2 separate regions of the Mus musculus genome follow, and region 1 is linked to region 2. Evidence: chromatin contacts called from public Hi-C data. All regions are on one chromosome and are shown on one strand. Each heading gives the region's core, a stretch centred on a gene start, on an enhancer-like site or on the middle of the called end of the contact. The rest is flanking DNA. Distances are from core to core; before and after follow the strand shown. Region 1 has its middle 31 kb from the start of Gm30588. Region 2 has its middle 85 kb from the start of Gm41499.

Region 1 (3,668 bases), core at 544-3,043, 250 kb before region 2:
GTCGCCACAAATCAGCATCAAGTCAGGCCAGGCAAGAAACATTCTATTTTTAGTAGAGATGGCTCATTATGTTTGTCTGTGTCACTGAAACGTCTTAAATGAAAGAACAAACAAGCAAACAAACAAGCAAGCAGAATGATCATAGGTGGGGACGCTTGTTTTGGACATTAGCTCCACCCCTGGTGTAAATATGTTACTTTGTAACATAATGTGAAGATTCTCCTTAAGTACTGAGTTGAGTGGCCACCACTGCCTGCATTTCTTACCTCAGCCTAGTGGTGTCATTCTCAGATTAATCTGAGAAGCATCGGAAGCAGGGGAAGTTAGCCTCCAGACTCTGCCTCTCCGCTTTCTTCCTTTAAGTGTGTGTGGGGGGGGGGTGCGGGGGGGGGATGGGATGGGGGAGGGGGGAGGGGTGTGATTCTGCAGGCAGCACCACACAATTTTTTTCTCATCTGCATCTTTAGAAATGACAGGTGACTGGGGGAATCTCAGTGGAATTTAGCGAACCAGGTCCATGCAGCCTGCAGAAACGGTGTCTTCACTTCTGTATGGCTGTGGGGTCGTCACGGCCACTTGTCTACCATGAAGAGGTAGGAAAACCCTTTGGACTTCAACTGAGATGCCAGTCCCATGGCCAGCTATCTCCTTGTATGTCCCTTTCAACTGAAAAAGACATCATGTGATAACAGTTTTTATTTTTTTCCTGTTAATTATATTTTCCCTCCATTTGTAACAGCAATGAATACACTTAGAGAGATGGACTCTTTTGTGCTACAACAAACAAGCAAGGACATAAAGTAAACAAATGTTTCATAAGAGATAAGCAAAAGCTGCAATTATTACCATATGTAGTCGGTTTGTCTATCACCTGTCTGCATATCACCTATCTGTCTGTCTGTCTGTCTATCTATGCATCTATAAATCTATCTATCTATCATACATCTATCTATGTATCTATCCAAACACAGAGGAGGGAAGAAAGGGGAGAAGGGAGAGGGAGGGAGGGAGGAGAGAGAGAGAGAGAGAGAGAGAGAGAGAGAGAGAGAGAGAGAGAGAGAGAGAGAGAGAGAGAGAGAGAGAGAGAGAATCCTTTAGGAGAAAGGATTTGTCACATTCTGTGTTTGTAAGCAACTTTACTATTGTAGACAGTCAGTGTATTATCACGATGGCCCCTGGTGTATGTGCCATTACTGAGTATTTGGGGGGTGGGTTCAGGTTCTAGTTCTGTAGCCCCAAGTCCTTGGAGCACCATTTCTTAAAGCATTCTGTTTTAATCGTGTTCTTATGTGATTCATAGAGTGAAGTAAAGTTTTAAGGTAAATCTTATTAGGATGTGACTATTCTAATTTGAACCAAACAGAAATTCAGTTCCCGAACTTCTCTGGTATGCGCTCAGCAGGAGACCTGTGAAGTGAGCAAGACCTCTGCCCCTCCCTCTGACAGGCGACAGGCCTTCCCTGGTGTCAAGGTTGCTGGTGGAGGAAATGAAACCAGGACAACAGGGACAAAGATCATATAGCTACAGAACAGCAAGAAACTTGAAGAATCCGTGGCTTGAGTCTCCCTTTCCTCAAGGCTTCCAGTGGGTCTCGCGGCTTGGTCCAGGCAGTTGATGGGGTGGAATGCTGAGTGTGGGGGAGACTAAGTCTAATACAACGGGCAGCGAGCATGCCTGTGTGTCCTCCAGGGGGAGACATTTCTCTTTCTCCCATGGCTGTGTGTTACCCAAAGCTAAGGTGGTCAGTGACACATTTGCAAGGCATGTCTCTGGGACACAGAGCAGAACAGGCTTGCAGAGCAGCTGCCCTCTGTGAGACTGAAGACCGAACGACTGTCTGTTTGCCCTCCAGTCCACACTGTCTAGAGGCCAACTGCTGCTCCTGGCCAGCAGCGCCTCAGGCCTTCCCATCACCACCCCAGAGAAAACCGTCAGAAGAGCATTGGCAGTTGTATGTTCTTACAGGAGGCCTGGAGTGTCCTGTAGGGACCACCGTAGGGACAATAAGAGCCAGGGACATAGCCTGGCACTTGAAAGATCTGCCACACTGCCCAGTTTGATTTTACGTTTCTCCCTTTCAGCCACTGTTTAGCTGTTCAGTTTACTAGAAATGTCTGTAGTTCTTAAGTGGCTGGTGGCCATTTTTCAAGGACTTTCTTTCTTGGTGTCATTCCTCTTAAAGAATGAACTGCGCAACCACATGCGTCTAGGAGGGTGGGCGAGAGAAAGGAGCAGGCACAGGATTCAAAGAAGTCAATTTAGCTACTTATTAACCGTGCCTGGAAATGTGAAGAGGAAAAGGTGGGAACTAATGACTCCAATGGGTGTTTGAAAAGAACTGGCTCTTTTGTTCCCAGCTCCGTGAACCCTCTCTTTGGAGAACCCAGAGCTGGTCCTCAGTCAATGAGTGTGGCAAGGATCATTTCAAGAACAAATTGAGGAAACGTAGGCACGGGTCTTTCATCGCCTTTTCGCGGTGATTAGATTTATTTACCTCCCTTGCTGGCCCCTTCTCTTTCATGCTTTCCAACCGCTTTAAAATCAAGAGTGAAAAATGAAACCGAGTTCCGGCTTTTAAGAAAATGAGAGAGGGTGGGGGCTGGGCTGGCTGACAGGTGCACACTTCCTGGGAGCCAGAGAATAGCAAGAAGTTTAAGAAAAGAACTGTGTGACCATAGCTGGCCTTGCCTGGGAGAAAGTCACTAATTGAAAGTCTGGCCAACGTTAAATGTGCTGGTGAAGTGCACTGATTTATTGGGACCAGTGTGGGGGAAAGGTCTGTGGAGCAAATTGAAAGAACAAACAGGGAAACGGTGTGTTTTCCTCGCCGAGAGATAGCTCCAAACGTTTGTAAAAATCACTTTGTATTTCAATCCCCCTGCAAAACGGTGAAAAGTTCTGGTTCCTAACTTCTAAGAGTTACTGTGAAAACCCTTACAACATCCCTAAGGTGTTCCTTCCTTGCGTGGGATCCTGTCATCCTCGTGACCGTGTGAGTTCGGGGGGAAGCAGAATTTTGTGAAAATGTTTCTCTACTTTAGACTTTTCTACAACTTTCTACCCAATTAGAGGATGTTAGTGGGGTTTGCTGCGTAGTGTGCTGGTATTTTGTGACTCGCAGGCGCTGATCTGTTTCCCTGGCTGTCTCACAGTTCATGAAGAAGTCTGCTCTAAAAAATGGCTTCTCACCATTCTGAGGGCCATCCCATCCCATCCCATCCCATCCCCCCCACCCCATCCCACCCCACCCCACCCCATCCCATCCCATCCCACCCCATCCCACCCCACTCCATCCCATCCCATCCCACCCCACCCTACCCCATCCCACCCCACCCCACCCCATCCCATCCCACCCCACCCTACCCCATCCCGTCCCATCCCATCTCACCCCACCCTACCCCATCCCACCCCACCCCACCCCATCCCATCCCACCCCACCCTACCCCATCCCATCCCACCCCACCCCATCCCATCCCACCCCACCCTACCCCATCCCATCCCATCCCATCCCATCCCCCCCACCCCATCCCACCCCACCCCACCCCATCCCATCCCATCCCACCCCATCCCACCCCACCCTATCCCATCCCATCCCATCCCATCCCATCCCACCCCATCCCACCCACCCCATCCCATCCCCTCTTCATCCTTCTCTACTGGGTTCTCA
Region 2 (3,499 bases), core at 282-2,781:
CCATACCATACAGAAGTCTTCCTAGACTCCGTCACCCCACCCAAGCCTGTCACTGATGAAAACCACATGGGATCAGCTGCTCAGATAGAAACATTGGGGTCGCACCTTGACCTGCACTGCTGCTGAGCTGGCCTTATTTGTTAAACCGATCCGGAGCTGTAAATATAATATCACGAGACTCCAGGTTGGGAGAAAGTGAAAGACAATAGAAGCCAAATCCTAAAGAAAGCTGCTTGTCTGGGGTTGATGGAGGAGCTTGGGGCCAGTGTCTGGCAAGCTGACAGTCAGTGCCTAAAAAGAAAACAAAGAAAAGAAAACAAATTTTAAAAACACGGCCTCAGCCGTTTTACCACACAATAATTGCACACAAGGAAACTTACTCCTGGCACCTGGCCGGGAAGGTAATTACTCGGCTTCTCTTCTCCAGGGAGCATAATAGCTGCATTGTTTGACTGGTGAGGGGTTCAGGAGGAGCTACAGAAGAGGAACAAGGCTGGGGGAGAGCCTGGGAAGGGAAGGTGTGGCCTTTGATGTGTTTCCAGCCCCAGGTTCAGGGACCTGGGCTGTGAGAAATAGGCATGTCGGAGATCTTTGTCTCCTCACCTGCGAAGGAAGACAGTTGTATGGTTGCCAGCCCTTGCCTTTATCTGCACAGAACCCATTAAATCAACAGCTCAGCTGTCATCAGCTGGGGTTCCAAATCAAAGCACACACTTGGGGTTGACGCGCCTCACTGCAAAGTGCAGGATCAGATCTCCGAGAGCTAAAATAATCCCGAGAGATCCAGGGGCGTGTGGTGGCTTCTCAGTGAGGCTTATCAGACGGTTTCCAAACATGGTCTTCTGGCGCAAGTGAAACCATGCTGAGTGATCTTTGATGTGGGGGATGTCAACAAACTCAAAGGGGGATGTGCTCAAAGGGATGGGTTGCTACAAGCTATAGTGTTCCTCACAGTCTCTTGGGAAGGGGGCACAGGGGGCGGGGCTTATCCTGCCAGGGCCAGCGGGTGTTGACGGAGTCCTAAAGGTGAACCTGGATGGTTAAGAGTCCACCTTGTCTGGGGCAGAGTCATGTGCCTATAACTGTCTAACTATGGTAGGAGTGGCACACAGCATAGACTAAGTAAATGATATGGGAAAGAACTAAGAAAGAGGTTTCTTTGTTTTTCTTGGATTGGGATAGGGGATGATCAGACAAGTTGAAGCCATCATAAATGAACACTGGGGAAGAGGGTGGAGTTTAAGATCTGCCAGAGCAGTAAATGCCGTCGGAGAAAGGCATGGACAACTTTGCTGTCTCTGACTTAAGTGGTCATTCAACTTTGCTCTTTGTATCTTAACAGCAACATACTACATTTTGAGTGTAAAATTTGGGCGACTTCCACATGTTTAAAAAACAAACAAACTTATGACCATTTTATCTGTGGTGCTCAGTCATGGAAGTCAACTGTTAAAGTGAATGTAAGGGTCTAAGCTCACTCTCATTGTGGGCTTCCCCTTTCTGACCAAGCACTGCATCAGATGCTGGAAGTCCTGTAGAGTGGCAGCTATGTATGACGAAACTCTGTTAAGGATGCGGCAGATATCTAGCAGGCCAACTGCTCAAACTTGGTCCTTTCCAGGCAGAGGACACTGAAGGTAGAAGCTTCCAATGGTGAGGCCTCTTGAGTTCCCTCAGGTCCAGTGTGTTTGTGCCTTGTTTTGTCCCATAGGCCAGATGCCCCACCATATTCTAAATTCATCATCTCAGTGAATAAGATCTGCTTCTTAGATGGTTCACATGCACACTGATCAAACGCAAACCTGCCCAGGCCACAGAAGCCCTTATGGCTTTTGTCTTAATTGTTTGATGCTCCTGTACAATTAAGTTCAATAGACACCAGTCCCTGATTGAAAGAGACCTGTAATCAGGCCATTATAATGTAGCTCCACAGTTGATTCTGAAATCTGAATGCAAGCTTTTATCTTCATCCCCTGTGCATTCACACACCCCTCAGGTTTCCTTCTTTGAACTGGCTGCCCCAGCAGGTGGCAGAGTGCAAAGCTCAGATGCTGGGGTCTTTGTGACTCCCCACACAAAGCAACACAATGGGTGAGGTCTACTAGACATGATGCCACAATGCATATGAAGCTGGAATGGTTCCATTGAAAACTCCTTTTACAGTTAACCCTTTTCCTGAGGAAGAGTCCCAGGTAGCCCAGGCTGGCCTTGAATTTGCTATGTCATAGAGAAAAACACAGAACTCCTGCCCTCCTGCCTCTACTTGCCAGATGCTGAGATTATAGGTGTGCAATTGGGAAAATGCTAGATTTGTAAAACAAACAAACTAAAAAGCAATAATAATGATAATAGTAGTAGTAGTAGTAAAATTAAATAAAAAATTTAAAAGCAGGTCTAGTTCAGATGGTCTCATGTCATTCACATGGGTTCTTATAATTAAGAAGCCAATGTGGACTCATTATCCTCAACTAACTTGTGTGTGTGTATGTGTGTGAGTGTGTGTGTGTATCTGTGTCTGTGTGTACGTGCTCATGCATATGGAGTCTATGTTAGATGTCTTTCAAAATCACTCTCCACTTTATTTTTTAAGGTAGCATCTCTCTCCAAACCAGAATCTCACTGATTCAATTAGAGTTCTGGCCAGTAAGCTCCAGGGATCTACCTGTGTCCCCTACACCAATGTTGGGTTTCTAGGCACACCTTCACACCCAGAGTTTACACATGTATTGAGGATCTGAATTGAGGTCCTCACACTTGCATGTATAGGGACCTCCCCTGCAGGCATCTCCTCAGCCCTGACTTTGATTTGTTTCCACTAAATCCTCTTGCTGCTGCAGGACTCAAATTGGATGTTACAGCACATAATTAGCAATACCCACACTTCACACTGCTAAGTGTGATCACCCTCACTTCACACTGCTAGATGATCACCCTCACTTTCACACTGCTAGGTGTGATCACCCTCAGTTTACACTGCTAGGTGTGATCACCCTCACTTCACACTGCTAGGTGTGATCACCCTCAGTTTACACTGCTAGGTGTGATCACCCTCACTTCACACTGCTAAGGTGTGATCACCCTCACTTCACACTGGTAGGTGACAGTCTCTTGTTCATCCCTTGTGTGCTAGTTACTTGCCTTACAGATGTGATAACATATCCAACAAAACCACTTCAACATAGACGGTGTGTTTGAGCTGATGGTTTAAGTGGGGATAAGCCATCATTGCAGGGAGGTCATATGGTATGGGGCAGCTGGTCACATGACATCCACAGTCATGGTGCAGAAAGGAATGAATGTTGGCACCTAGCTCACAGAACAGCATTGACTACATTCAGAATAGGTGTTCTTACCTCCATTGAGATACTGTAGAAATGTCCTCATGGACACACCCAAAGATATGTCCCACTGATGCTCACAGTCCTTATAGTCCAAACACACTATCAGGAATGAACCATCATTCCTTGTTTTTCATTATCTTGATCATCTTGAGTGGTCC

What was found. A called contact is a pair of places that touch in the nucleus more often than the background predicts.
Region 1: a contact with region 2 is called in a Hi-C map of bone marrow-derived macrophages, with 23 read pairs. The contact joins two enhancer-like sites. A contact is called at or near these places in 1 of 15 datasets of contacts at CTCF or cohesin (large pre-B cells), 7 of 484 Hi-C or Micro-C datasets (the 63-12 cell line, the CH12 cell line, bone marrow-derived macrophages and 2 more) and 5 of 115 datasets of contacts at active chromatin or transcription factors (the HPC-7 cell line, T-cell acute lymphoblastic leukemia, large pre-B cells and 2 more).

What each region holds. Positions count from the first base shown.
Region 1 is chr16:93,291,241-93,294,908 of GRCm38.p6, reverse strand. No RefSeq gene overlaps it. Among named protein-coding and RNA genes, the nearest start is that of Gm30588, 31 kb to the right of the region's middle. Within about 2 kb of position 1,793, at least 98 of the 459 cell types and tissues checked have an H3K27ac peak or open chromatin away from gene starts, as enhancers often do. A contact at or near this core is called in T-cell acute lymphoblastic leukemia and bone marrow-derived macrophages, where this site is marked.
Region 2 is chr16:93,040,108-93,043,606 of GRCm38.p6, reverse strand. No RefSeq gene overlaps it. Among named protein-coding and RNA genes, the nearest start is that of Gm41499, 85 kb to the right of the region's middle. Within about 2 kb of position 1,531, at least 32 of the 459 cell types and tissues checked have an H3K27ac peak or open chromatin away from gene starts, as enhancers often do. A contact at or near this core is called in T-cell acute lymphoblastic leukemia and bone marrow-derived macrophages, where this site is marked.